Linked DNA regions of Sus scrofa: region 2 is linked to region 1. A link is a contact called in public targeted proximity ligation data. All regions are on one chromosome and are shown on one strand. The core of a region is the stretch at or near the end of the contact, and the rest is flanking DNA. Distances in the headings are between cores, read along the strand shown. Region 1 holds the start of TTC38 (tetratricopeptide repeat protein 38). Region 2 has its middle 17 kb from the start of WNT7B.

Region 1 (2,703 bases), core at 82-2,581:
TTCCTTGGGGCACGAATGAATGCAGCTGTAAGATGCACCGAAAAAATTTTTTAAGTGAGAGAAAAAAAAAAATCACCAGTTGAAGACACCTGCCCCTGGACCATTACAGAAGGCGCCACCACTTCTCCCCACGGGCATACCTGAGTCAGGGTGGCATCAAACAGCTTACAGGCCTCATTGCTTGTGGTGGAGAGCGGGAGCCCGGTATCCTTCCATGCCTGCACACAGCAAGATGGACTCTTACTCCATGGAGCCCTCCAAACAAACACACGAACCCCGACCCCCCAAGCAACAAAGATGCTAATGCCTAGCATCCTCTGTAAGACCTGTTCTTGGGGGGCAAGCTGGGCTCCCCGATTTCACAGAGGGTGCAGAGCAGAGAAGGTGAGCCCTGCAGGCGGCAGATCCGATGCAAGTCCCAGGGGCCTCTAAGGAGCTGTGTGTCCCCAGGCAAAGTCCTCCCTGGGACCCTTGGCTGGCCCCCCTGTGAAATGGGGCTCAGGAGGATTGCTGGGTGACTATACAGTGTCCCCCAGGGAGCAGACTCTCACTAAAGTGGGAGTCCCGGATCAGGCTGCTGGGCGGAAGGGGGGCGAGCGCTGGAGTGCAAAACCAGGACTGCGGTCTTCCCGCCTGGCTGGCAAGGGGCACACGATCCACCAACCACGGAAGCAATGCTTCTCATCTCCCTGCTTTACCCCACGATTCAAACAGTGGAAATGTCTCCAAGTGGCAGAACTGTCCACTGTAACGGCGGCTCCCGGTGTCCTGCCAGGGACGCACAGCCTGTCCCGGACAGGGGAAATCTCCCTTACTCTGTCCAGCACAGCGGGCGGCCCCTCGGGATGCGCATTGCTTGGCTGTGGTCAGGGTCCCTCGCTCCTCTGAACTCCCCGTCCTCATCTGCAAAATGGACCCAGGCTCCCTGCCCTGGTGGGTCCCCAAGGAGACGCTCACTAATGCCCAGCGTCCTTGCTGTGCCGGGGTTGAGGAGCTAAACTTTTCAAGAGGGGCCGGGGCCTCCCGGGTACCCCGCCCCGCGCCGCAGGTTTCCCTGGGTGGCGGCCCCACCGGAGGGCCCTCAGGTCCCTTCCGAGCGCCCAGGGCGCGCGCCCGCCTCCCGGAGGCCACGCCCCCGCCAGACCCCCGGCAGGTCCGATCCCTTGTTCCCCAGGACGCCAGGGCTCCCCCGGGTCGCCGGGCCGCGGGGAAGCGGGCGGGGGGCGGCCTCCGCGTACCTGGCAGTCACGCAGCGGCGCGGCCGCGGCCATGGTGCACGGTCGGTGTCGCGGCACCAACGCCGCGGCCTTCCGGGTGGGGGCGGGGCCTGGAGGCCTGGGGGCGGGGCGGACACGCCCCCCGCTCGCTCACTGGTCGGCTTTGGACTCGCGTTCCCCGCTCCGCAAGGCCCCCCCCATCTCCGCGGCCCCGGGGCTCCCACCTCGGGGGCTCTGGGAACCGGGTCGGTTCCGGGCAGGCGGCTTGGGTGTTAGCCTCCGTGTATGCGCCCGGCTCCCGCATCAGACACAGAGCCTGGGGCGGCAGGGTAGAGGACGGGCAGGGGTCTCCTTGTGGGGACCCTCTGGGAGGCGACTGCAAAGTCCCGATGGGAGCAGGGGATCCTCGGGACGGCGGTCGCTTTCAGGCTCTTACAGCCCCACCCGGAAGCCGCGCGCACAAACACTCAGAGGTTATTCTGACCTGCGGGGGCGCCTCGCCCTGCAACCTGTCAGGGTAGAGGCTGAAGTGGCGGGGAGAGTGTCTTTGGAGACCAAAACTTTGCGATGCGGCATTTCCCCTCCCCTTCCCCTCACCCCAACAAGTAGCAGGGCCTTCTGGAGCTCCCTGGAGGGCCTGGGGCCCAGAGGCAACAAAAGGCTGTGGTAGGAAAGCCTTGGCGTGGCTATGGGTGTGCAACCTGGGCAGCTGCGCAGGGCCTCACACTTAGAAGCCCACCCCGCTTGGCTGAAAGCTCTGCTGCCTCTGACTTGAAGTCCTTAGCAGGTTTGGAACAAGGGCCCCACATGTCATTCCTCACTGGGCCCTGAAAATCATGTAGCCAGTCCTCTGACAGCCAAGCCGTTAAAGAGAGCCATCTTTCTGAGTTCCCAGGGCTCACCGCCTCCACCATCACAAACCCTAACCAAGTCAGCATTGGCTCATTTACACACCAATTGTTTCTTGCAGCAGCCCCAAGCCTGTCTTTTTCTTTTTTGTCTTTTTAGGGCCCCACTCGCAGCATATGGAGGTTCCCAGGCTAAGGGTTCAATTGGAGATGTAGCTGCCGGCCTACACCACAGCCACAGCAACGCCAGATCGGAACCATGTCTGCAACCCACACCACAGTTCTCAGCAACGCTGGATACTTAACTGTTCACTGAGCTAGGCCAGGGATGGAACTCGAGTCCTCAGGGATGCTAGTTGGGTTTGTTAACTGCTGAGCCAGGACAGGAACTCCTGGCCTGCCCCTTTGATTTCACTGCCCACACCCCCAATTTGGCCTCTGTCCTTTCCCTCTAACTATGTACGATCTATTTCCCTCACAGCAGAAGGAGGCTTCCAAACTGGAAACCAGAGCGGGGCCTTTCCCGGCTCAACACCCTCCGAAGACTTTCCAACCCACTTGAGATAAAATTTAAATATGTGGCCACGGCCTCTGAGGCCCCACTTGCCGTGGTCGTCGGCCATCTCTCCAAGCGTATC
Region 2 (2,703 bases), core at 144-2,643, 230 kb after region 1:
CTGTCCTTGGGAAACAGGCCAGCAGGGCCTGGGATGCTCACGCCCTTGGCTTGGGCCCAAATCCCTGCTCCTCATCTCATGGCGGTGTCAAGGCTCCCCTCTCATGGGCGGTGTCAAGGCTGCCCCTCCACCCATGGGCTTGTTGCCTTGGAGGTCAGAGCATCATCAGAGGCTGCAGGATGGAAGACCCAGCACGCAGCACAGGGGCGGCGGCCGGTGTCACTTCTGTTTCTCCTCCTGATCTGATTCTTGGCCTGGTCCCCAGGCTTCTGAGTGCAGAAGGCAGGAAGCGCATAGCAAAAGTACCCACGCACCCCCACTGCTAAGCTTTCGCCTCTTTTCAGAGACAGTGCCCTGCAGGCACCCCAGGCTTCTGTCCCAAGGAAGTCAGTCTAGGCAAGAGGCAGGATGATGGAAAAAGTCTGGGGGCTGTGAGAGCCTTGGGGGGAAAGAGGTGCATCAGGAGAGGCTGCCTGGAGGAGGGGGCCTCTCGGCCCTTGCAGCTGCAGCCCAGGGTGCGTGCCATGGGGACCAGGGGACACTACGCGTTCCCAGGTCTGACCTCTGCACTGGCCCACCCACCAGCCCCTGCGCTTGGTGTCTAAGGTCCAAGGTCCCTTGGGCCCAGGGCTGGGTACCTGAGAACTGGACCATTCTCCTCCAGGGTGGGGTGGGGGGGCTGTGGCCACCTTGGAGTCATCTCACTTGTCGGTGGGATCTTAGCTTTCTCCCCTCTGTCCAGGCTGAGAGGGGACCAGGCAGTGGGGTTGTCACTCCCCAGCTGGTTGAAGAGGTGATTATGGGGACAGCTGAGTGGCCAGAAGGACAGGGAGGGGGCCCCAGCCTGGGGGGCTCCAGCCCCCTCGCTTTAGGATCGGGGTGGCCCTGGGGCAGGGCTGGGGGCTGGTGGCTTGCCCTCTCCCAATCCCACCATCCAGGGCTGTGAGCCGTGGGTGGAGGCGGAGGCGGGTGTGCGGGGGCCTGGGCGGCCTCTGCGCAGCTGTGGAGCCGGGTTCACGGTCCCCAAGGCCCCGCCCGCCTGGGCAGGAGCCGCTTCCGGCCGGCCGCGGGGCAGACAATGCGCTGGCGTGGGGAAGGGTGGCCCCGGGCCAGACCCCCCCCCCCCCATCTCAGCCACACAGGAAGCCGGAACTCAGAAGAGAGCGTGTCCTGGAATGAACCCGCCGCCAGCCGCTGTGATTTAGGCGCCAGATTCCCAGAGGAGGTGCCTCCAGCTGAAACAGACTGATTCCTTTCAGCCTTAAAATGACAAGAGGCCCTTGGCCCCTGCCTGGGAGGTGGGGTGGGGGACGTCAGAGGATCTCAGCCTCCTGCCTGCCCTCTCCTGCCGCCCTTGCCCTCGGCCCTGCACAGCGGCTGCCTACTGCCGGGCCTTGGCACTGGCTGTGCCCTCTGCCGGCCGCTTGCTTCCAGGCCCCTGCAAGGCCGCTTCCTCCTGGTCTCAGCGCCGGCGGCCTTCCACGGCGGCTACTCTGTCGGGGGTTCACCTGCTGTCCGCCCGCCCCAACAGGCTTGAACCTGTGCTGGGACCTGCCTGATGGGGTCCCTGCTGGATCCAGTGGGACCGTGGACGAGCTCCCCAGAGCCCCCCACCCCACTTGCTCCGGGCTCTGCTCTCGCATCCCCCAGCCCCTGACCCCCTGTCTGTGCGCCTCTGTGAAGCCGTACCCCTATGCTCTCATCTCCGTGGTTTCCCAGCCCTGGAACCAACCCCTGCAGGAAGGCAGGGCCACCGCAGGAGCCCCGCTGTGTCCTAGCCTGGGCCGTAGGCGACAGCTCTCCAGGTGGATACCTGGGGGCCAGCCCACAGACCCCTCTGCTCTCTCTGGGGTCGGGGCCCTGGCAGCTGGGGGCAGGGCATGCCAGTGATGGGTGGAGGTCAAAGCCACTGATGGCCCCCCGCCTCTGGGACCCCAGGCCTGGCTCCCCAACAGGACCCGGCCCAGCCACGAGGCCTGCGGGCCAGGAGGCTGCCACTGAGCCGATGGGAGGAGCCGAGAGCCAGAGACTCAGGGTTCAGAGAGCGGAGCTGCCCCTCCTGAGCCCAGCTCCGTGCACAGACCACCCCCCAGGCCCCCAGGCTCAGCCCCCTGCCTGCGGTCCCCAGGCCTCAGCACCCGCCCAGGCCCAGCCACACGGCTCCCCAGGGTCCTGGCTCACTTGGCGGGAGGCGCTGCCTCGGGAAGCCCCCCGGGACTCTCTGGCTCTGAGACTTTGCCTCCCACCTGCACGGGGCGGTGTGTGCAGCTCCCCTGGCGTTTGTCTCCTGCCAGATTTGGCTTCATGTTTGGGTTTTTTTTGCCAAGGGAAAGGTGCTACGTTTCTGCTTATTCCTGTAGCTCCAAAACTTTCAGTGGGGACGCTGGTACCTAGACGGCCTCATGATGTGGCTACATAGGACGGCTGAGTGAGTGAGCTGGGACACAGCACAGTCCCCAGTCCTCAGAGAGTGAGTGGGTGTGTGTGTGTGTGTGTCTCTGGGTGTGTCCGAGTGTGTGTCTCTGTGTGTCTATGTCTGAGTGTGTATCTGAGCTTGTGTGTGTGTCTGAGTATGTCTGTGTTTGTTTCCGTGTGAGTGTGTCTCTGAGTGTCTGAGTTTGTGTGTCTGTGTTTGTGTGTTTCCGTGTGTGTCTCTGAGTGTCTGAGTTTGTGTGTGTGGACGTGTCTCTGTGTGAGTGTCTG

What was found.
Region 2: a contact with region 1 is called in a targeted proximity ligation map of alveolar macrophages. A contact is called at or near these places in 4 of 5 promoter capture datasets (fetal liver, fetal skeletal muscle, liver and 1 more), 12 of 47 Hi-C or Micro-C datasets (alveolar macrophages, embryonic fibroblasts, fibroblasts and 7 more) and 2 of 2 datasets of targeted methods (alveolar macrophages and skeletal muscle).

What each region holds. Positions count from the first base shown.
Region 1 is chr5:3,269,484-3,272,186 of Sscrofa11.1, forward strand. TTC38 (tetratricopeptide repeat protein 38) reads right to left here and starts at 1,332. Exons shown (of 13, transcript XM_021091377.1): 1 at 1,239-1,332; 2 at 141-218. The coding sequence starts at 1,271. PKDREJ (polycystic kidney disease and receptor for egg jelly-related protein) reads left to right here and starts at 1,270. Exons shown (of 5, transcript XM_021093095.1): 1 at 1,270-1,314. The coding sequence starts at 1,270.
Region 2 is chr5:3,503,123-3,505,825 of Sscrofa11.1, forward strand. No RefSeq gene overlaps it. Among named protein-coding and RNA genes, the nearest start is that of WNT7B, 17 kb to the right of the region's middle.